Regions from separate parts of the Mus musculus genome. Here regions 2 and 3 are each linked to region 1. The links are chromatin contacts, called in public Hi-C and HiChIP or PLAC-seq maps. All regions are on one chromosome and are shown on one strand. The core of a region is the stretch at or near the end of the contact, and the rest is flanking DNA. Distances in the headings are between cores, read along the strand shown.

Region 1 (2,597 bases), core at 70-2,569:
GTTTGTTTTAACTTTGCTATTGTCTGTTTTTTCTATCTGCTCTAGCACAGAATTTGGCACATGGCAATGGGTTCCCTAAATGCTGTAGGGTAGGAGCAAATGAAACCTGATTTTAATTTCTGTAAACTTCAGGCACCTGCCTGTGGATGTTTTAAAGCTAGCTGTTAGCTTTAAAGCCTCAGGAATTCAGACCTAAGGCACCCTGGCTGCCAGGTGGGTGGGTCTGTGAAAGACCTCAGGGGCACAGGGCACTTAAACTGGCCACTTGCAGGATGAGGAAAAGCTGACATCTCAAGCTCCTGTTCTTAGTCATTTAGACCTTAGCCCTTGCTCTATCTCCCCTAAAGATCAGGGGGCAATTTAAAATCCACATCATAAACAAAACATAGTTAGAAAACAAGGACCTGGGCTGGTGAGATGGCTCAACAGGTAAGAGCACCCGACTGCTCTTCTGAAGGTCCTGAGTTCAAATCCCGGCAACCACATGGTGGCTCACAACCATCCGTAACGAGATCTGACTCCCTCTTCTGGTGTGTCTGAAGACAGCTACAGTGTACTTACATATAATAAAAAAATAAATAAATCTTTAAAATAAAAAAAAGAAAGAAAAGAAAAAGAAAACAAGGACCTTAGAAACAACACTGGTAGCCCACCCACTTCATTTTATAATTGAAGAAAATGGGGTCCTAACAACTGAAGAGGTGAATCGATGTTAGAGTTGATCTAAAACCCTGGTGTCTCCTTTCTATGCCATTGGGGCTGCTGTCATCAATAGGACCCCCAAATTGAGCTGCATGGATCCCAGATGACGAATTATACCTGATTATCTGCAAAACCTGGGTTTGGTCTAAAACCTTCCTGGGTTTCAGTTTCCTCGTCAGTCAAATGGGGTGCAGAATTAGCCTCTTGGTACAGCCCTGAGGGACGATGATGAATGTAAAATGAATTATTGGGAAATACCAACAAAACTCTGAGCGGGGAGAGATGATATAAGGAACTCTTGAGGTGGGTGACCAAAGACTTGGGTTCCACTCGGGTCATCTCCCTGGGCCGGTTTCCTCTGCAAAAGCAGGAAGCTGGCATGGCTGTAGGCTGCTGCGACAGGTCCAGCTCTGCCCACCCAGGCTGAGGCCCTCCCTGGGGGAGCGGGCGCATAGAGCCCGCCCTGGGGGGAAGGACGAGGGGTCTCGAGTTACCATCCTGCAGCAGTGCCGTCTTCTCGGCCGACCGCAAAACCTCCAACCAGCTAGTCACCGCCATCTTCCCTCCGCCCAGGAACGCGCCGGGCCACTGCCATGGCAACTACCCGACCGATGATCACTTCCGGATGACCCGGGAAGTATTCTGGGAACTGATTTTTTTTTTTTTTTTTCCCCTCTACCCCTTCCTCCCCCAATCCGTTTTCATTGGCTCCCATGGTGAGTTTATTTCTCTTTGCCGGGAGATTCTAACCTACTTTGGACCGGTCCTGGGGCCGGGTGGGGTGGGGATGCTCCCAGAACTTTTAGGGATCCAGCACCAACTCTCTTCTGGCCCCAGCTGGGAGTCCCTGGTTCACACCAGCTGCTCACAGTGGATGTGGCACGTCTGCTTCGGTCTTGCCCACCTCCAGCTGTGAGGGCTCCCTACATCTGCTGCGGCTGCACTCCACCTCCCTGCAGCTGCGGGGCTCAGACCCGCGCGATGGGGCTGCTGCGACAGGGACAGGTGCGCAGCGTGCCCACAACTTTCCCTGAAGCCTCACTCCCCAGGTTTTCTTCTGCGAATGCACATTGAGGCTAGAGAAAGATGATGCGAGGTTTATGTGACATGTCCCTTAGACTCCAATTCGTTGGGGAGATGAAGACTCTCCTAAAGATGTAGTCCGGTTCCCAAACCCGTCATCATTTTGGAAAAGTCTCTTGGAAGGGGACGCAGAGGCTGACTCTGCGCTATATTCCTCCCCCCACCCCCACCCCATGTTGTTTCCTTTCGATCCACACCTCCCCTACACCCACAAGAATCCCAACCTTTCCCTGGCTTCCCTCAGTACGACTAGGGTTGAAAGGCTGGTATGTGTGTGTGGCACTCGGATTAAATCACTTAAGTTTAACTGGGGTTTCCGAGACCTCTGAGAAAGGGACCTGTTACCCCTAAACCCCACCTCTATGCCAAATTATTAAGGGCTGGCTCTCAATCCTTTAACAGAAAGGCCAGGATCCAGCGCCCTTCAATGGACCCTCAGGGCATCGTGAAGGCCTTTCCCAAGCGGAAGAAAAGTCATGCAGATCTATCTTCAAAAGCACTTGCAAAGATTCCCAAAAGGGAGGTGGGAGAAGCTAGAGGTGAGCCGGTCCACCCTCACACACTGGAACGTTCAGCCTTCTTGTTTTCAGCTAGAGTCAGATTAACAGAAGTGACCTAACCTGTGGCCAAGATCAGGTTGGCCTCAAACTCGAAAAGCAAAACAAAACAACAAAAAAGGAAGTTTGCTGAAAAAAACAAAACAAAACAAAAGCAAAAACAAAAACAAAAAACCCCTGGGGGGTATCGCTAGCAAGCAAGCCTTTAGCCTTTAATCCCAGCACTTGGGAAGCAGAGGCAGGCAGATTTCTGAG
Region 2 (2,597 bases), core at 55-2,554, 480 kb before region 1:
TTGCTCCTTAGCCAAAAAACAAAAACAAAAAAAAACAAAAAAAACCCCTAAGGTTGGGATATGTGGTCTCATGGCACCTTAACCTCCACCTTTGTAACTCTCCCCTGGACAGTCAAGCCAGCTGTGCAAACTCCTAAATCGGGGTAGGGAAATCAAACACCTTTTTCAAACAATCCCCATTTTAGCAACAAAGGGAAGAGGGAAGCCAGTGTAACCAGTCTAGTTCAGATACCTTAGACAGGGAATACCAGCCCCCAGAATCTACCCAGGGAATACACCACGAAGCTTAAGAGAAGCTAAGGCTTGGGGGACACCCCCCCCCCGAACTCCTTCTAGCAGCTCCCCTCCTCCCTGCTAATAGGTATTTCCTGTTTATGAGGCAGCTAGGGCTGGGCTTTGGAGAAGGGATGGAAGAGTTCTTCCCTTCCATGGGTTGGGTTGAGGAGTCCTTGAGGACTGCCTGAAGGTTGGGAGGGTTCTCCCTTTGGAAGATAGACTGACTGTCCAGGATGCCCCACCCCCAACCCTCCCCGCGGCCTCTGCCCCTATGGGTAGGGGGCACTGAAGGAGTAGGTTTCCTGTTCTCCACCTCCAAAACAGGGAGCTGCTTCCAGGGGGCGGAGGATGGGGGTGGGTGGGTAGAAGGCTCCAGGGCTGGAAGAAGAAAGTGGGGGAAGGGAAGTGTCTTAACTGGTGCGTCAGAGCCTGCAAGAGGAAAGGATGGCTTTGGTAGTGCTCCCCCCCTTCCCAGCCTAATGGTCATACCACAGCCCTTGTGTCCCCTTGCAAAATGCGGACCTCAGGCCCTTAGGCGGGGGAGGGTGGGGTCCCTTCTTAATTAACCCTTTTAGCTCTAGTCCCAACTGGTTTAGCAGGCATGGTCTGGTTAATTTAGAAAGGGGATGAGTCTAGGGGTTGCTCTGAGAATTAGGAGAGTGCTCCTTTTCCCACCCAGCTTCGGGTGGAGCGCGCCACACAGGGTCTCCGCAAAGAGCACAGGCAGGGGTCAGCGCCCCATCCCTCCCGGGGGTGGAGAGAGGGTACACCTCACTACCCACCCAGGCTCCGCCTCCCCCAATCCCCGCTCCCGCTCAGCCACGCTCCCAACCCCGCGCACCCGGAGGACGGACGCCGAGCGTGAGGCTTCGCCTCCTCCCGCTCCCCGGCGCCCGCCCTCGCCGGGGTCTCTGCCTCCGTCTCGTTTTTTAAGAGCTGCGTCACACGCATGCCGTTCCCGGGAGCGCTCCCTGCCCCTCGCCGCGCGGCGCACGCACGTCGCCGCTCGCGCCGCGCTCGCCCGGGTCACTTTGACACGGCTCTCCCCTCCCACTACCAGGACAATTAGCATATTAATAAAGCCCGGCCCAGCCCGACTCTGGCCGGAGAGCCGGCGCTTGCGAGAGGGAGAGGACGCGCGAACGAACGGGAGCGAGCGCGAGGGCGGCGGCGGGGAGGGCGGCGGGAGCGCACAGACACGCACACGCACACGCGCACACACGGACACACACTCCGGGGACGCACACCCGCGCGTACACACGCAGAGGCAGCTCGCCTTCCTGCCTGGCTTCCTTCCTGTCTGCTCCGCGCCTGACAGGCCCCTCGCTGCAGGCAGGGGCGGCCCGCACCGGGCAGAGGCCGGGCCGGGCCGGCGGCGCGGGCATCGGGGGCCGCGGGCGGCGGCAGCGGCTCATGCCCGGCCTGTCCCTGCGAGGGGCGGGCATCGTGACTCGGCTGGGCCCCCAGCGGCGGGCGATGTGAAGATGTCAGTGGGCTGTGCCTGTCCTGGTGAGTGGGTCTCGAGGCCGCCTGGCCCCTCCCTCCCTTTCGGCCCCCTAACCCCTGGTTTGGAGAGGATTTGTATGTGGGGGGCATCGAAGGCATGGTGGGGGTCGGGGGCTGTATAGAGTTAGAGGGGCCTCGATCGGGGCCGGGTTTTCTCATCTGTATAAATACGCAGCAGCCCAGCGGCACGGGAAGGGGGTGCTAAGGATGGCTTGTAATTTTTTTTTGAGGGGGGGGAGGCTAACTGGGGAGGGATGGGGGGGGACTGAAATTCCCAGAATTCCAGGGTGTTAGCCAATCAGAAGTGACTTTGGACTTTTGACCCCCCCCTCAGGTCATCGTAGAGTTCTGATTGGCTGATTTGGGTTTCCCCCCCTTCCCTGCTGTTTATTGCCTCTTACATATTTTGTGACATTCCCCCCCTCGGGCTGTTTCTTAGGATGCTGTTTGGGGGAGGAGTTGATTGGAGCCCATCTTACCCCCCTTTAACTTTTCCTGTCTGTTGCCAGGGTAGGTTGGCCCTCCTGAGGGACAAAAAGCACTCCTAGGGGGTGTCAGATAATTGGGCCCTTGGGTCTGCTATCTCAGTCTTCGTGGGAGGGGGAGTGTAGCAGTTCCAGGTAGGCCGTGAAGTTAAGAGTGGTTTGCAGATTCGAGTTGGGGGAGCAATGCTTGACACCCCCCCCCCAGTGAAAACTTGAGGACTCAAATTCAAATCACAACCCTCTCTAACAGGTATCAGAGCTTGCCAGGGAACACCTGTGTCTGAGAGTGCCTTGAGATTTTTCTTGTACGGTCGGGGTATAAGGCCACAA
Region 3 (2,597 bases), core at 63-2,562, 380 kb after region 1:
GTGCATTGGTGTTTTACCAATTGGTGCATGCATGTCTGTGTGAGAGTGTCAGATCTGGGACTTACAGACAGTTGTGAACTGCCAAGTGGGAGCTGGGAATCAAACCTGAGACCTCTGGAAGAGCAGTCGGTGATCTTAACCGGCTGAGCCATCTCTCCAGCCCCAGCAGGCTTCGTTCTAAACCGTGTCTGCCTAAGATCCTCTCCAAAGCCGCGTGGACAGAGACCATACATCACACATCTCTAACCCAAGAAAAACCTTTGTGGGAGACTCCTCCTTCCTTCTGTGTGGGAGTGGCTGGGGGCGCGGCTGGGCACCAGCTTCATGGATGCGAAGCCCTCTTGGCAGAGGATGTTTTTCTAGGAGACAGGCCTTGTGGATGTTTGGTCCAGTGTGCGCGCGGGGAGGGGTGGGGGTGGAGGACAGTGAAGAGATAAAAGAGATAAGCGGTGCGGGGGAATTGGAGCTGTTCTGAGGTGGTAAGTTTAGAGAAAAAAAAATCCGGACTGTAAGAGAGAACACCATAGCCAGGCTGTTAGGTACGGTCTGTTCTGGCACACACACTGAATTTAGCAGGAATTGCCCGGATTCTACATCACCCTCTGATTTCCTTGAGTGTAAATAATCAGTCCCTAGTGGAGAAGCGTTTGGCAGCTGTGGGGAAGAGCCCAGGAATCGCCGATGACAGGGCACGGGCGCCCTCTTGTGGCTCGTTAAAGTGATGGCAGCCTTGAGCATGAGCGTCCTCATAATCTTAGGAAGCTCTTTTTGTTTGTTTTGTTTTTTCGAGACTGGGTTTCTCTCCTGGACTCGTTTTTTTTGTAGACTAGGCTGGCCTCGAACTCACAGAGATCTGCTCGCCTCTGCCTTCCGAGTGCTAGGGTTAAAGGTGTATGCCACCATACCTGACCGTTCTCACCAGCCGTTCTGCCATCGCCTGATGAAGACAAGGCCCCACCAATGCTTTCATCCTCCTCCGACCCTCAGGTGCCCCTAATCTCAAGACCTGGCAGAAGCCATGTTTGTGCAGTAACACCGCTTCTCTTGACTCTGGCCATCCCATGCGATCGTCTGTACCAACGGATCATAACTTTCTCAGGCACCTTGCTTTCTTTATAAACATCCCTGGAAGAGAGAGGGGCAGGATAAAGAAAACTTAAATGGATACAAGATGAGGAGGGTGGGTTCCGGACACACCCTCATCGAAGCCTTAGTGACCTCAGAGCTCCAATGACCAGGCAGCCACATTGTCACTGTCCTAGGGAGAACGTCTCTGAAGACCACAAACCCGGAAGTGACGGAGGCTTCCCTCCGGAAAGCACCACATGACTCTGCAGTATTCCTTCACACCAACAATTCCTCATTAGGAAGTTATATAACCACAGAGTGTTGGTTCTGGGTGTGGCCACAGACTGGCAGCGGATAACATGACTCAGCGGGGAACCCCATGAGGCCATTGACCATGATGCTAAACTTAGCAGGGTCAGGGAACACACAGCTGGTCTCTATCTCTCAGGACTTTGCCTTTCATAGGGTTTTCATAAGTAACCCTGGCCTCTCCCTGTCGGAAGTTCTCTCATTAGTCATCTGCACCAAGGGATAGTGATGATGGCGGCCCCAGAAAAACCCCAGGCCTTCCACCCCTTTTTTACACTTCCAAGGCACTGGGAAGATTCTTAACTGCCTGGTTTTGCAGGTGAAGGAATTGAGACACAAGGAGTCTTAATAACTTCTGTCTCCCCAAGCCTCGTTGTATTCTCACACAACTCAGACCTTGTATAAAAGAGTATCGAGTGAGCCTTCTATGCCTTTGTCACCTGTCATAGTTTGCTTTCTGTTGTGTGATTAACAGCATGACCAGAAGTAACTTGGGAAGGAAAGGGGTTAATTTCACCATACATCTCACAGCTGTCTGGGGGGAGGGGGAGGACTCAGGCCAGGGACTCAGGGAAGGGACTCAGGGAAGGGACTCAGGGAAGGGACTCAGGGAAGGGACTTGGAGACAGGAGCAGAAGCAGAGACCACAGAGGAAGAAGTCTGCTTACCGACTGGCCTCCCATCAATCACTCAACTTAGTTTTTTCAAACAATCCAGGACAAAATGCCCAGGGGTGGCACCACCAATGGTAGGTTAGGCCCCCTCACCTTTATCAAAAAAAAAAAAAAAAAAAAAAAAAAAAAAGCCCTACACAGCATCCCCTGCTCTCTGGAGGACCAGTGCTGTTATTTCTGGGTATTTCTTTACAGATTTTCTATCCACGTGAGGATGTACGTGTCTCCTCTCCATAGAGCACCTGCCCTGTCCCGCACCATATCCTAAACCAGACAGCAACTCCTGAGTAGTTCCACAGCAGTGCGTGTAGAACCAGTAGTCCTTTCATTATGGCTGCCCGCTAGTGCCCCGACAGAGCTAATGTAACTTGTTTCCCGCTCTTCTAATGATGGAATCTGCCTCCCATCTTAGAAATCATTAGCAATATTCCAAATGAATAGTTCTGCATGCACTGTTCCACACACATGCATGTGGATCCAACCTTCGTACGTCTTTGTCCTCATGTGTTCCGCTTGTTTGCACACGTGTTTGATCATTCACTCACG

Evidence for each region. A called contact is a pair of places that touch in the nucleus more often than the background predicts. HiChIP or PLAC-seq counts read pairs in DNA pulled down with a chosen protein or histone mark.
Region 2: a contact with region 1 is called in a Hi-C map of B cells, with 9 read pairs. The contact joins the promoter of Ldb1 here to the promoter of Dpcd in region 1. A contact is called at or near these places in 3 of 39 promoter capture datasets (embryonic stem cells, neural stem cells and pre-B cells), 1 of 484 Hi-C or Micro-C datasets (B cells), 4 of 115 datasets of contacts at active chromatin or transcription factors (astrocytes, embryonic stem cells, extraembryonic endoderm stem cells and 1 more) and 3 of 9 other capture datasets (adipose tissue, embryonic stem cells and pancreatic islet).
Region 3: a contact with region 1 is called in an H3K4me3 HiChIP or PLAC-seq map of bone marrow-derived macrophages, with 6 times the contacts expected there. The contact joins the enhancer-like site here to the promoter of Dpcd in region 1. A contact is called at or near these places in 6 of 39 promoter capture datasets (cranial neural crest, embryonic stem cells, hippocampal neurons and 1 more), 1 of 15 datasets of contacts at CTCF or cohesin (the NIH/3T3 cell line), 8 of 484 Hi-C or Micro-C datasets (cortical neurons, embryonic stem cells, frontal cortex and 2 more), 16 of 115 datasets of contacts at active chromatin or transcription factors (bone marrow-derived macrophages, embryonic basal ganglia, embryonic forebrain and 11 more) and 4 of 9 other capture datasets (adipose tissue, embryonic stem cells, liver and 1 more).

The regions. Positions count from the first base shown.
Region 1 is chr19:45,559,307-45,561,903 of GRCm38.p6, reverse strand. Dpcd (deleted in primary ciliary dyskinesia) reads right to left here and starts at 1,319. Exons shown (of 6, transcript NM_172639.3): 1 at 1,197-1,319. The coding sequence starts at 1,260. It overlaps Poll (polymerase (DNA directed), lambda), which reads left to right and starts at 1,340. Exons shown (of 9, transcript NM_020032.3): 1 at 1,340-1,418; 2 at 2,188-2,324. The coding sequence starts at 2,213.
Region 2 is chr19:46,044,018-46,046,614 of GRCm38.p6, reverse strand. Ldb1 (LIM domain binding 1) reads left to right here and starts at 1,304. Exons shown (of 11, transcript NM_001113408.2): 1 at 1,304-1,785. The coding sequence starts at 1,761.
Region 3 is chr19:45,175,231-45,177,827 of GRCm38.p6, reverse strand. No RefSeq gene overlaps it. Among named protein-coding and RNA genes, the nearest start is that of Tlx1, 26 kb to the right of the region's middle. Within about 2 kb of position 1,312, at least 92 of the 459 cell types and tissues checked have an H3K27ac peak or open chromatin away from gene starts, as enhancers often do. A contact at or near this core is called in adipose tissue, bone marrow-derived macrophages and pancreatic cancer cells, where this site is marked.